Regions from separate parts of the Mus musculus genome. Here all the other regions are linked to region 1. Evidence: chromatin contacts called from public Hi-C and promoter capture Hi-C data. All regions are on one chromosome and are shown on one strand. The core of a region is the stretch at or near the end of the contact, and the rest is flanking DNA. Distances in the headings are between cores, read along the strand shown.

What was found. Promoter capture Hi-C pulls out the DNA fragments that hold promoters and counts their contacts. A called contact is a pair of places that touch in the nucleus more often than the background predicts.
Region 2: a contact with region 1 is called in a Hi-C map of the CH12 cell line, with 3 times the contacts expected there. The contact joins the enhancer-like site here to the promoter of Echdc3 in region 1. A contact is called at or near these places in 5 of 39 promoter capture datasets (cranial neural crest, frontonasal cranial neural crest, hematopoietic stem and progenitor cells and 2 more), 2 of 15 datasets of contacts at CTCF or cohesin (large pre-B cells and pro-B cells), 41 of 484 Hi-C or Micro-C datasets (the AML12 cell line, B cells, the C2C12 cell line and 32 more), 6 of 115 datasets of contacts at active chromatin or transcription factors (VIP interneurons, bone marrow-derived dendritic cells, bone marrow-derived macrophages and 3 more) and 1 of 9 other capture datasets (pancreatic islet).
Region 3: a promoter capture Hi-C map of liver shows a contact between it and region 1, with 1.9 times the contacts expected there. The contact joins the promoter of Proser2 here to the promoter of Echdc3 in region 1. A contact is called at or near these places in 3 of 39 promoter capture datasets (liver and macrophages), 1 of 484 Hi-C or Micro-C datasets (liver) and 2 of 9 other capture datasets (adipose tissue and pancreatic islet).

Annotation. Positions count from the first base shown.
Region 1 is chr2:6,211,174-6,215,240 of GRCm38.p6, reverse strand. It overlaps Echdc3 (enoyl Coenzyme A hydratase domain containing 3), which reads left to right and starts at 2,247. Exons shown (of 5, transcript NM_024208.4): 1 at 2,247-2,450. The coding sequence starts at 2,281. All of the region lies in intron 1 of A230108P19Rik (RIKEN cDNA A230108P19 gene), which reads right to left.
Region 2 is chr2:6,307,199-6,311,265 of GRCm38.p6, reverse strand. All of the region lies in intron 4 of A230108P19Rik (RIKEN cDNA A230108P19 gene), which reads right to left. Among named protein-coding and RNA genes, the nearest start is that of Usp6nl, 14 kb to the left of the region's middle. Within about 2 kb of position 1,690, at least 49 of the 459 cell types and tissues checked have an H3K27ac peak or open chromatin away from gene starts, as enhancers often do. A contact at or near this core is called in B cells, the CH12 cell line, Th1 cells and 3 more, where this site is marked.
Region 3 is chr2:6,128,541-6,132,607 of GRCm38.p6, reverse strand. Proser2 (proline and serine rich 2) reads left to right here and starts at 2,423. Exons shown (of 4, transcript NM_144883.4): 1 at 2,423-2,566. It also overlaps the pseudogene Gm13384.

The sequences.
Region 1 (4,067 bases), core at 998-3,497:
GCTGCTAAGATGTCCTTGTAAATAACTTTGTTTTTTAAAGTTACCCCAAAATGCCACTTATTTGTTTGTTTGTTTAATGTATGTAAGTACACTGTAGCTCTCTTCAGACACTCCAGAAGAGGGCTTCAGAACCCATTACAGATGGTTGTAAGCTGCCATGTGATTACTGGGAATTGAACTCATGACCTCCTGAAGAGCAGTCAGTGCTCTTAACCACTGAGCCATCTCTCCAGCCCCAGTACCTTGTTTTCAACATGTCGTTCTATATACTATTTCCAAGCCCTTCTTAGAATACAGGGAGCATTCTGTAGCAACAGCAGCACACCAGGCCACAAGAAACCCTGCGTGGTGTCCAGGCCTATCTGCCCTGACACTGGGATCTTGTATCTTCTCTGAGAGTCTACCAAAGAAAAAGGATCCCACTGCCTCTATCCTAGCTGAGGCTCTCACTATTCCATTCTCAGCTAGGGAAACCTTGGCTAGCTCTCTTTCCCATAATAATCACCTTCTTCTTCCCTTTCTCATAGGCTCTTCTTGCCCTACACTTGCCCCAAACCTTAGTCTGGCTGAAAGCTTGTTCTGAGCCACCTGGCCCCCCACAGACCTCCCCCTCTGGCACCCAACCTTAGCATCTGCCTGGTACTCTTAACACGCACGACCTGAAGGGTAACTCCTGCAGCTACCTGCTACTCAGTGGTCACATCACACCACCGAGGTCAGGGAGATCATTTCAAAACTCATAGGCCAGCTCTATCAAGGCAAGTCTAATTTATTATGCTTGCTTTGTAGCCTTCCATCCCTACGAGTCAAGCTTTAAAAACCCAGAGGTCAAGAATTGCAACCCTCTAACCAGCTGGATTCTTCTGGATTCTGGGTTTCTTCACAGAAACAAAGAATAATCTAGCTTTTTAGATAGAACAACAGTCAAGGAAATGGAGGGGTGAAGGGTAGTGGGAGAGTCTTCAATGATATTTTGAAATATCACCTTATACACTGTTTTGTCCTGTTATAAAGCTGAGGATGACAGCTTCGCAGTGGGCAGTGACGGTATATGCTTTTAATCCCGGCACTCACGAGGCAGAGGCAAGTGGATCTCTGTGGGTTTGAGGCTACCCAAGTTCCAGGACAGCCAAGACTACATAGAGAAACCCCGTTTCAAAACAAAAGGAAAAAACAAGCCCCTTGTGTGACTTTTTCTAGGATGACATCCACAGAGCAAAGAAACGATTCTACCCAAGGCTAGCTTAGGGAACCGGTAAGTCTACTGGGGTTACCTCTGTAGGTAGGGGTGAGGAGCTACTTGCAGGAGCACAAAAGACTCAAAGGCAGCTGCATGGATTAAAATCCCACAGCAGCACACATAAGACTCACAGAGGCTGCATCCCTGATGCCCCTTCAATGCCTTGCAGGTTGGTCATCTTATAGGACACCCTTGTAAATCTTTTTACTTTCTGAGATTTAATGAATGTATTGTATATACTGTATATCTTGTATATACTGTTATCCTTGCAGAACCCATTGGGAAAGAGTTCGGGCTCCTGGGATGGCACCTCCCTCTAGAAGCAACAAGATCTTAAGAGCTAAGATTATTTATTCTGTGTCTCCCACAAATACCCACATTTGCAAGAATTACCACACCGCAAGGATTTACTTAAAAGCCTTTCACTGTAGGATATGCCTCTCATCTAGCCACTGGGATCCTGAAACGGATTCCAGGCTTCCCCTGGGCGAATGTGGAAAGCCCAAGCTATAAATACCGGTCTCCCGCGTCTGCACGGGAAGATGCAAAACATTCAAAGTTATAGTAGGCTAAACACTCCTTGTGATCCAGGATCACCCACAAGGCATAGGAGAGTTTCCTGTGGGAGGCGTGGGCGCAGCAATGTGGTACATAGCTCCTGCCACTCATCACCGGATGACACTCATTTCACAACATCCGGCACATTCCTGGTGTCGCTACACAAAGAAACGAGCCAACCCAGTTCTCCCCTCCCTTAAACTCCTTCACAGCCTGACTAAATCAAACAAATCACTGGCTCTGGCAAATGAGTTTCATTCTGTGACCTACACCCAGGGCAGGGCCCCGAGCCCCTCCACCCCACCCGCCCCGCTCCACTAGTTTCGCAGCCCGGGTTTGGGGGCGTGGCTCCAGGAGAAGGACACCGGGGCAGGGCTTTGGGGGTGGGGCCCTGAAGGCGGGGCTCTGAGTGACCAGGTCTAAAAGGGAAAAACCCGAGGCCTAGGCTGCTTGCACAGTCAACCTTGCTTTTCTTGGCTGCAATGGCTGTGGTCGCAGGCCTTCGGGCCTTTGGGGTGAAGTGGCCCAGCTGGCTCAGGCGCAACCCATGGGCCCCTCTCTCCGCCGGCTTCTGCAGCCCAGGGTCAGCAGGACCTGCGGGGTCGGAGTCAGAGCCAAGGCTCACCAGCACGCGACAGCAGGACGGAATCAGGTCAGCCTGCAGGCAGTGCCAGGGCTCTCCCTGGAGTTGGGAGCCAGGACTCGGGATCAACAGGCCTTGCCGCCACTAATCCTGAGTTATTTGTCACTGTTCTTTTCGATTTCATCTCGAAAAGATGACATCTTTGGTGGAGGAATCCTTGCATACTGAGTTTACAGGTGTCCCTTCCCTGTGCACACTAATACGAGGCACATGTGAGGGTTGTAAGTGAAAACTTCCTGGTGGCCCCCTAACACGGCTACCGTGCCCAGTTGCCCAGTCGTTTCTGAACATTTCTGCTGGCATGAGCACACATCTATCGCAACAGCCGTTGCCATGACCTCCAAGAAAGCCTATCACAAAAGATCCATGCCCTTACAAACAAAATCAGCAGGCTCCAGGGTTAAGGGCATGCTGAAATGCAGGGTGGGGGAGGTCAATAAGTAAGGATACAGGGCACATGCCCTGATCTCTGCCCCCTTGTGCCACAAACCTAAAAGCCTTAAAGTTTTGTTTGAATCCGTGCACAACCTGGATGTAATGAAGACCCTTTTCAGGCCTGGGCAGCACAAGGCTGTGAAGAGCTACGTTTCCTTGTTTAAGAGCTACAGGTGGAGCTGTTTAAGTGATATGCCCCCTACTCCAGTAAATAGCTCTTCTTAACCCTAGAAGATCATGTTTCACTTTTTAATCCTCACCCAAACTTTTATGTGGTCCTCCAAAAGAATGGAGAGCCAACCTCTGGCCTTTGGCTCTCCCCACACCTCCCCTTCACCCTCAGACCTCTCTATTACTACAGCCTTTAAGGAGCTTAGCACACAGGTCTGCGGATACCCATCCAAGGTGCCCATATTCTGTCTGTCCCCTAACTCCCTACAGACAACCATGGGTGGCCACCACAGGGGCTAAGCATTGGTGGGGCTCAGTAACTAAAGAGCAATCCCATTTCCTGTGGACTCCTTGGCCATCAACAGAGATAGAAACACTCCCAAAGAGAGCCTTAGGGGGCTCTGAAATGTAGAGCCTTCCTTTCTGATTTTTTTTTTTTTTTTGAGACAGGGTTTCTCTGTGTAGCCCTGGCTGTCCTAGAACTCTCTCTATAGACCAGGCTAGCCTTGAACTCAGAAATCTGCCTGCTCCTGCCTCTGAAGTGCTGGGGTTAAAGGCGTGCGCCACCATTGCCCGGCCCTTTATGATTTTTAAAGAGAAGCTTCTAATACTAATACTATAGTCATAAGCTGGGTGTGGTAGCACAGGCTTGTAATCACACCACTCGGAAGGCTGAAGCAGGACAAACCTGAGTTCAAAGCCCTCCAGGACTACATAGCAAGTTCGAGACTAGCCTGGGCTGCATCCCCTCCCCCACCAAATAAAGTCTGCTCATATCTGCTCAGAAATTCTGGCAAGAGATGGAAGACTGAGTCCTTCAGAAGTAAACATGAATCGGGAATCAGAAGAGAAGGGTGATGAGACCAGTTGATTATAGATGATAGGAATCATGTATTAATATTCTACCTGAGCCAAGCATTAGAACAGTACTATGGTAAGCAGGGGGACTTGTGTGACTCGGTCACTTCAAGTCTCCCGTTTCAAACTGTGCCTCAGAGCAATAATGCCGTCCTACCGTGA
Region 2 (4,067 bases), core at 441-2,940, 97 kb before region 1:
TCAGAGCAAGCCTTGAATAACTTTGTATGATAACCCTTTATTATAATAAGCTAGTCTACTGGTCTCTAATAAAGACTCAGAACAAGTGTCTCTTGCCCCATATGTTCTTTCCAGGTTTAGTGACACATTACAAGTTTTTTGTTTTGTTTTGTTTTGTTTTGTTTTGCTTTCTTTTATTTATCACCTGGCAAGAAGACACTCAAGAGAACCACTTGTGTGTATTATGTGTCATTTGTCTGTAGAATTTATGGGAGATCCATGGTGCCCAAGATGAGGAAGGGACATTTTCAAGGTGACCCATGGCACCCAGGATGAGGAAGGAACATTTTCAAGGTGACCTATGGTGCCCAGGATGAGAAAGGGACATTTTCAAGGTGACCCATGGTGCCCAGGATGAGAAAGGGACATTCTCAAGGTGACCCATGGTGCCCAAGATGAGGAAGGAACATTTTCAAGGAAGAAAAATGAAGTCAGCCATGGTAATTATATATCATCTGCTCAACTTTGCTACCTGGGAAATACCAAGATAACCTTTTAAATAATTAATTTGTAAATATCCAGAGGAGAAAAGGAGAAGTACTGAGGGGCAATAATACATATCTGAGCATGCTGTGTAAGAGCAATTTAATTTTCATGTATGCTCTGGTGGCAGGTATGCTGGCGAAGAAGGAGAAATAGCTGTCATCAACTCTCTTCAATAGATTCCAATATGACATTACTGCCAATAAGCTGAGACGATGCCATCCAGCTGAAGAGTGGCTAATTTCAGATGTATGTGTGACACTCATGTCAAGCCATTTCTGAAGAAATAGCATAAACACCCTTTCAGAAGAAGCACTCAAAATCAACCTTTGCAACTGTCGCAGAATCTAGAGCAAAGAAACAAATCTACATAAAATCTCTCTTTTCATTGCTATTGTATCAAGATTGTGAAATGCAATAAAATTTGCCTTGCTAGACCAACTTAAAATAGGGATTGATACAGCTAAGACTAGTGGTAACCTCTCATGTATATATTCCTTTATAGATAATGCAAGAACTCTGTCTTTAAAGACAGCTTATAAAACACACACAACTATGCTGAAGGTTAAAAATAACATTTATCCCAGCAGTGTTGAAGCCTGTGTTTTTACTGTGATTTTTATCTTGCCATTGTTGATGTCCTTTGTCTAAAAAGAATATTAATCTGAAAAGACATCTTCAAAAACTATGTTCTGTATTTTTATTTTTTATGACAGGCTTCCTTTTACATCCCACTCTGGCCTTAAACTCACCATGTAGTTGAAATTACCTTTAAATATCTGACCCCTGTGTCCACCCCACCAAGTGCTGGGATTTCAGGCATGTGTCACCTGCTTGGTTTATCTGGTCATCAACCAGATGAACTACATTTGCTTTTAAATAAGCAGAAGATTCAAATTAAAAGTGTGTGCCTCTGCATTCATACACACCCAAAGCTGACGTTACTGTCCTCCTCGTGTGTAAGAGAAGATTCTGGTGGAAGCCAAGGTGCTGGGCATAGAGACTTCACACTTGTCACCTGAGTTTCATTTCCCCTTGGGGTTTTCTGTGGTTGTCGAAACTGCTCTGCAAATACTTTTGACTTTCTTCCTTGTTCACAGACAGGGGAACCACTTGCTAGCCACTGTGGGTTGGGATGTTATCTGATCTGCTTTGTTGGAAACAGAACATGGCCTATGTGATTTTTTACGCAGAACACTGAATGGCGGTGTGAGACTACCCAGAGCACTCTCTGTGTGTTACAACAGCTGGTCATGCTCCAGATGGTGGCAGATCCCTCAGCATTAGTTAGAAAACACTACGGAGTGAGAAACCCCAACTGTCCTGCAGTGACTAGTGTAAAGTATAACATTAAAAAAAAAAAAAAAAAGGGCTGGTGAGATGGCTCAGCAGGTAAGAGCACCTGACGGCTCTTCTGAAGGTCCTGAGTTCAAACCCCAGCAACCACATGGTGGCTTACAACCATCTGTAACAAGATCTGACTTCTGGTATGTCTGAAGACAGCTACAGTGTACTTACATATAATAAATAAATAAATCTTTAAAAAAAAAAAGATCCTTTTTTTGCCACTAAAATTTGGCAACTGTTTGTTAGTACAGCAGAACTTAGCCTATCCTGACTGATACAACAGGATTTTTATAATCTCTAATATAATTATCATACTGATTATTAATTTTTCCTAGCACTGAAACCTCAACATTGACAAAAATATCTTAAGTCCCTGTGGACATACTTGATAGACACTGAAACTTTAAAAAATGACATTAAGGGGACTTGAAGATAGTTCAGCACTTAAAAGGACTTCGTGCTTGTTATGAACATAGTGTACCAAGGGGGCCGCCACCTGCTCAGAGGAGAAGGGGAAGAAAGAATGGGGGAAGGATTATGCAAAAGGAGGACTGGGAGTGGGGCACTGAGTGGGATGTAAAATGATAAATAAGTAAAAAAAATTAATTAATTAATTTAAAAAGATATTTCCTTAAACTTTTTAAATTTAGCATACAACATAGTGGGGCTCATCATGATGTTTCTATACATGTATATCATTACATTTTGCTCATTATTATTAACCTCTCTTTTCGCTCCTTAAACATTTATCTTGACATATCTTCTAACATAGAAAATTTACATGGGAAAAACTACAAAGAATTCGTGTAGATTCTTTACCCAGATTCAACAGTGTCAACATTTTAATACAACAGCCTTTCTCTCTCAATCTCTGTCTCTGTCTCTCTGTCTCTGTCTGTCTGTATGTCTCTCTCTCTGTGTGTGTTTGGTGGAGTTGGGGAGGCATTAGAGTTGTTTTTAAGAGGGTCTTCATGTTATCCCAGGCTAGCCTTGAACTTGCAATGTAGTTGAGGATGGCCTTAAATATCTTGTCTCTACCTTCCAAATGTTCAGTCTATGTAGTGTTGGGGATCAGTCCAAGGCCTTGTGCATGCTAGCAAGGCAAGAGCACTAATAAACAAGATACATCCTTAGCTCACGATCTCTTCTTCTCTTGTGATGCTTGCGATGGAATCCTGGGCTTTTCGTATCCCGACATTTGATCCACCATTGACCTATGTCCTCAAGCTGTTCTGAACCACTTGTGAGTAATTCAACAACACACTCCTTTACTATCAAACACACAAACACGCGTACAGGCTTGAACATAGCCACAGGACAATTATCAAAACCAGGAAACTGAATACACGGCTCAATAAGCAGCTCAGAGTCAAATAGCATCCCTTGTCCCAGCAAGGTGTGTTGTTTTGTGTTGAGACAGGGTCTTGCTGTGAAGCTCAGGTCGGCCTCCAACTCACAATCCCATCCTGCTTCTGCATTCCTGGTGCTAGGATTACAGCCATGTATCATGCTCCGATTTTAAGGCCTGTTAAACAAAATCTCCTTCTAGACGTCAATCCACAGAAGCACAATGAATTTAGCCTTTATGTTTCTTCGGTGTTCTTAAGCCTGGAATGGTTGGTTCCTTAACCTTTCTCTTCTGGGATTGATTCTTGGAGACGGTAAGCTTATTGTGTTTTAGAAAGGCCCATCAATTTAGATTAATTTGCTGATATGTCACTATCAGATTTATCGGATAGGGTTACAGATTACTATCAATTGTGGCTTTCTAAGCACAGTGCTGTGGTGTGGTGACTTTGATAAGAACCTGCGCTCAGCACATCTCTATTCTATCACTTATCACATCAAAATTCTTGTGCCAAGGAGTTCCTAGAACCCCTACCGTCCCACCCCCCAGCTCCACACACAAATTTTTTCCCTATTGCCCATGAGCTCAGCTCTAGACAACTTCATACTCGAATGGCAAAACTGAGAAAGAAGTCCCACCCTTACAGCTGCCTAAAGGCTAGCTCTTAATGTTTACAGAACCGGAAGACAATTTCCTATTTCAGGAGAGACCCAGAAGTTATCAAGCATAATGAGCCTTTATTTTGGATTGTTCTTCACCCTGATCATGTGACTTCACAGTCACGGTGACATGGCCCATTCCGTGACAGAGACTAGAGACAACTTCTAATTCCAAAAGACAAAGGAGGTAC
Region 3 (4,067 bases), core at 1,174-3,673, 83 kb after region 1:
CTGCTTCCTGACCTGCTTGAGTTCCAGTCCTGACTTCCTTGGTGATGAACAGCAGTATGGAAGTGTAAGCTGAATAAACCCTTTCCTCCCCAACTTGCTTCTTGGTCATGATGTTTGTGCAGGAATAGAAACCCTGACTAAGACACCTCTCTTCATCTAGAATGCTGTCCTGGGTCAGAAACAGCCCAACAGGACCACAGCAGAATCCCGTTGCAGCACAGATGTGGTAAGAATATGCTTCGATGGGCTTGGAGGACGAACAAAATTCATCCAGCCTAGGGACACAGCCATTATCCGACCAGTGCCTGTTAAGTCCAAGGCCAAGAGTAAACAGAAAGTGAGAATAAAGACTGTGAATTCTGCCTCCCAGCCCAAGCTGGACACCTTCTTATGTCAGTGAACGGTGACCAGAGTCATGTCTGAAATTAGTGGACCAAGACCTGGCCAACCGGAAGTGTTTTTGGAAAATGGCTCCTCTTGGACCAGTTCCTGTGTTCACTGCGCCCTGCACCACACTGGGGAGCCACGTGACCAGTTTACTGTTCTGATCAGCAGGGCCTACTTCCAGTTGCAGGGTTTTGCTTATAGCTACAAGCAGGTGTGGCTGGACTGCTTCTGTTTTTATAGAACAGGCTCACATTGACTCTCAGTGGATGGGAGAGCTGGAGGACCCTATGCAGGCTGGAGACCCTGCGCTTGAACCCTTGCCTGCCTCCAGCTTAGTGCTTGGAATTATGGGGGTGGGGAGGTGATAGGGAAAGGATGGGGAAGCCTTCTGTGTAAAAATAAAAAAAATAATAATGCTTGCCTAATTAACTAGCATGTAGATTAAAGTGCTTTGTAAACATTAATTAAAGATGCAGGGAGTTAGGCGAGGCCAGTGTGTTATTAGAGAAAAAGTTTTCTTCCCTTTAATCAGGTACTTCTTCTTCCTGGGGAAGACCAAGGTATGATCTCAGGACTGAGGAATTGGGCTCAGCCCTGTCAGCTGCCTGTAACCCAGTCATTTGTGTGGCCAGCCACTTCCTTCGCTTTCCATTAAATGGGGAAAATGCAAACATTTAGGGGGTACAGGTTGTCATTCGAGCCACACCAAGCATTACAGTGAATAAAATCCATGGCCCTGGCTTTCTCGCTGAGAACATTAGCTTCTGCCCGGTTGGGAAAGGCTGCCACAACAATGAGCTATTACTATTAGCTACTCAGAAATGTTCCCCCCGGTGGTAAAGATATCCCAACAATCAACAGGATCAAAACCGGGGCCTTTCTTCAGCCTCGTCGACCTCAAAAATCCCTCTCTGTAAAATAACCATAAGAAGTCAAAGGACCTGGCTGGCCAAGAAAATGGCTCATTGGATTGAGGCACTTGCCCTGAGCCCTGAACTCTGACCCTCGTGAGGGCAAGAGAGGACCAGCTCCTGAAGGCTGTCGGCTGACCTTCACTTTTTGAAGCATCTCTCTCTCTCTCTCTCTCTCTCTCTCTCTCTCACACACACACACACACGAATGAAGGAATGGATGAGTGGATGAATGAATGAATGAATGAACCAAAAGAAACAAAATCCTCAAAAAAAAGCAAGAAGGATTTTGACATTTTTCATGACAAGCAAATGATAAATATTTAAGGAGCTGGCCATGTTTACTCTGCTAAAAACCCTGTTCAGTGTGCACACATATGGGAACATCACATAAGTAACTCACATATGGACAATGCTTACAAGTTCATTAAACATGAATAGAGCTTGGCGTGGTGGCACACGCCTTTAATCTCAGCCTGCATTGGCTCTCTCTGAATTGGAGGCCAGCCTAGTCTACATAGTGAGCTCCAGGCCAGCCAAGGCTACATAATGAGATCCCTTTTCAAAAAAACAAAAACAAAGAAAGACTTAACCCCACGACCCCACAAACATTGTCTAAATGAATTAAACAAAATAATGTATGTTATGTGTCTTGTTTGAAAGTATACGTATTTCATAAATAACAGTCATTATTATTAAATGAAAATAATCTCTTCAGGATATTGTTGTTGGATGCCTGTAATCTCAGAAGTCAGGAGGCTGAGGCAGGAGGATCATGAACTTGAAGCCATCCTACATAATGAAATTCTACTTTAAAACAACAACAACAACAACAACGAAACTCTCAAAGTTAGTGGTGGAGTTGCTGGAGAAGTCCCTTCTTATTCAGGACTTCAAAAGCACATTGGTATTACGATTGCTCATGCTCAATTCAGTCTCACAAGTAGACCGAGAAGGCCTGACAGGCACAGCCAAGGGCTTTGGGCGCTGGCCCTTTAAGTATCGCGGGGACGCGCAGACTACCTCTGGCCGACTGGAGTCCGGCCGCCAGGAACGCGCGGCAGAGGTGCAGAGCGCTGGGCGGCGGAGCGCGCACGGCCGCCGAGAGCGCGCGGCGGGGAGGTGCTGGACGCCCTGGGGAGCGCGCTCCAGGCAGCCCGGGACGATCGGCGTGCGTGCGTGCACGACTTGCTGGCCGGAGGACGGCGTGAGCCCCGAGGGTCTCAGTCGGCGTGGACACCTGCGACCCGCGGAGGGGACTTGGCTCGGTGAGTTCCGCCCTACTGAGCGAGGCCAGGCCAAGCGCGGGACACCGGGAGCGGCAGCAGCTGTCGGGATCATCCAGGGCTCCCGGTCCGGGTCTTGGTAACTGGGGAAGCCCTTTGCGCGCAGCTGGGGCTCTGTCGTCGCCGAGGTCAGTGCCACCGGTTGGCCTCCATCCTGGGGCTTCGGGGATCGCGACGTGTGGCTTTTCACCTAGGGGTTTTCCCGAGAGCGAGAGTGGCTCGTGGCGTGTTGTCTGAGTTGAGTCTTTGGTCCCTTACCTTTCCTGGAGCGGACTGCGCGTGAGGACCGTGTCCTTTGCGAGGCTGAAACCCGGAGATGGCCAGAGCCACCTGTTAAACCAGTATCCTGAGCGAATCCTTCGGCAGGTTTTCCATGCCCCCGCCGGTTCCCCGCAGGTAACTGAATCGCGCGGGGATGTTTGTGTGGGTCTGCCGGGAGACCTGGGACGGTAGGGTTAGAAAGACCGAATATGTGGCTAATGAGACAGGGCTTAACAAAAGGCAGTCAAATAAACTGCAGCGTTTCCCTGAGACGGAAAGTTTCTCAACTTTTGTTTTACGGATTCTAAATTTAAGTAACTAACCCCCTCTAGGCACCTAACCACAGGACAACTCTGCCTGAACCTATTTGGTGCAAAGGAGACAATGAAGAGGGGTTTGTGTGTGTGTGTCCCCCTAAAGAGTAAAACTTTCGAGTCCCGCTGTGGGAAGATTCCCTCTGGCTCCAGTTTTAATAGATAACAACAAGAAGCTTTGTCCTAGAACGATCTAGAAATACCAAACCAGGTATTAAGTGTAAACTCTGGGAAGTGCTTGAAGGACAGACTCTTAGGAAAAATAATTTTCTGTGAGGTGCTCCAGTGTGTACTAAAACTTTGCCCTCATATTCCATGCCTGAATGTTCCAGATTGTTTTCCTAGGTGGAGGAGGTACTTTCGTTGGTGCGGCCAATGGTGCGGCCAATGTGGAAATACAAACAAATGCCCTATTTACTTGGGGCTGGGTGGGAAGGGTGGAAGTCGGGCTACGATCTTTCTTGCCAGGCTTGACAGCGTATGTATGGAATCTTCTGTATTTTCTTGCCCAGACCAGTAATAGCCTTTTTCTCGGTGACTGGTTCCTTTTAACAGTGACTCCAGTGAGCTTCTCACTGGAAAATTTTGGATCCTGATAATTTAAAAGCATTTTTCTCCTCTCACAGAAAACAGAAATTTGAAATTAGAATAAGTGGCAGTTATAAAGATGGGCTGTGTTTTTTGAAACTGAAGAGCCCCGTGGCACTTCGTTGAAGAGGGATTGGCCTGTTTTAATGCAGGCGTGGTGTGGCCCTCAGTTCCTTCATCCTTACATTTGTGGTCTCTTTCACCAGCTTCAGTGTTCTGAGCCCTGACTTGCGAATGCACATGCAGAATTTCTAGATAAGAGCCATATGGTCCAAACTGATTAAACCAGATCTGGTAATCCTGCCTTCGCCAGTGGCTGA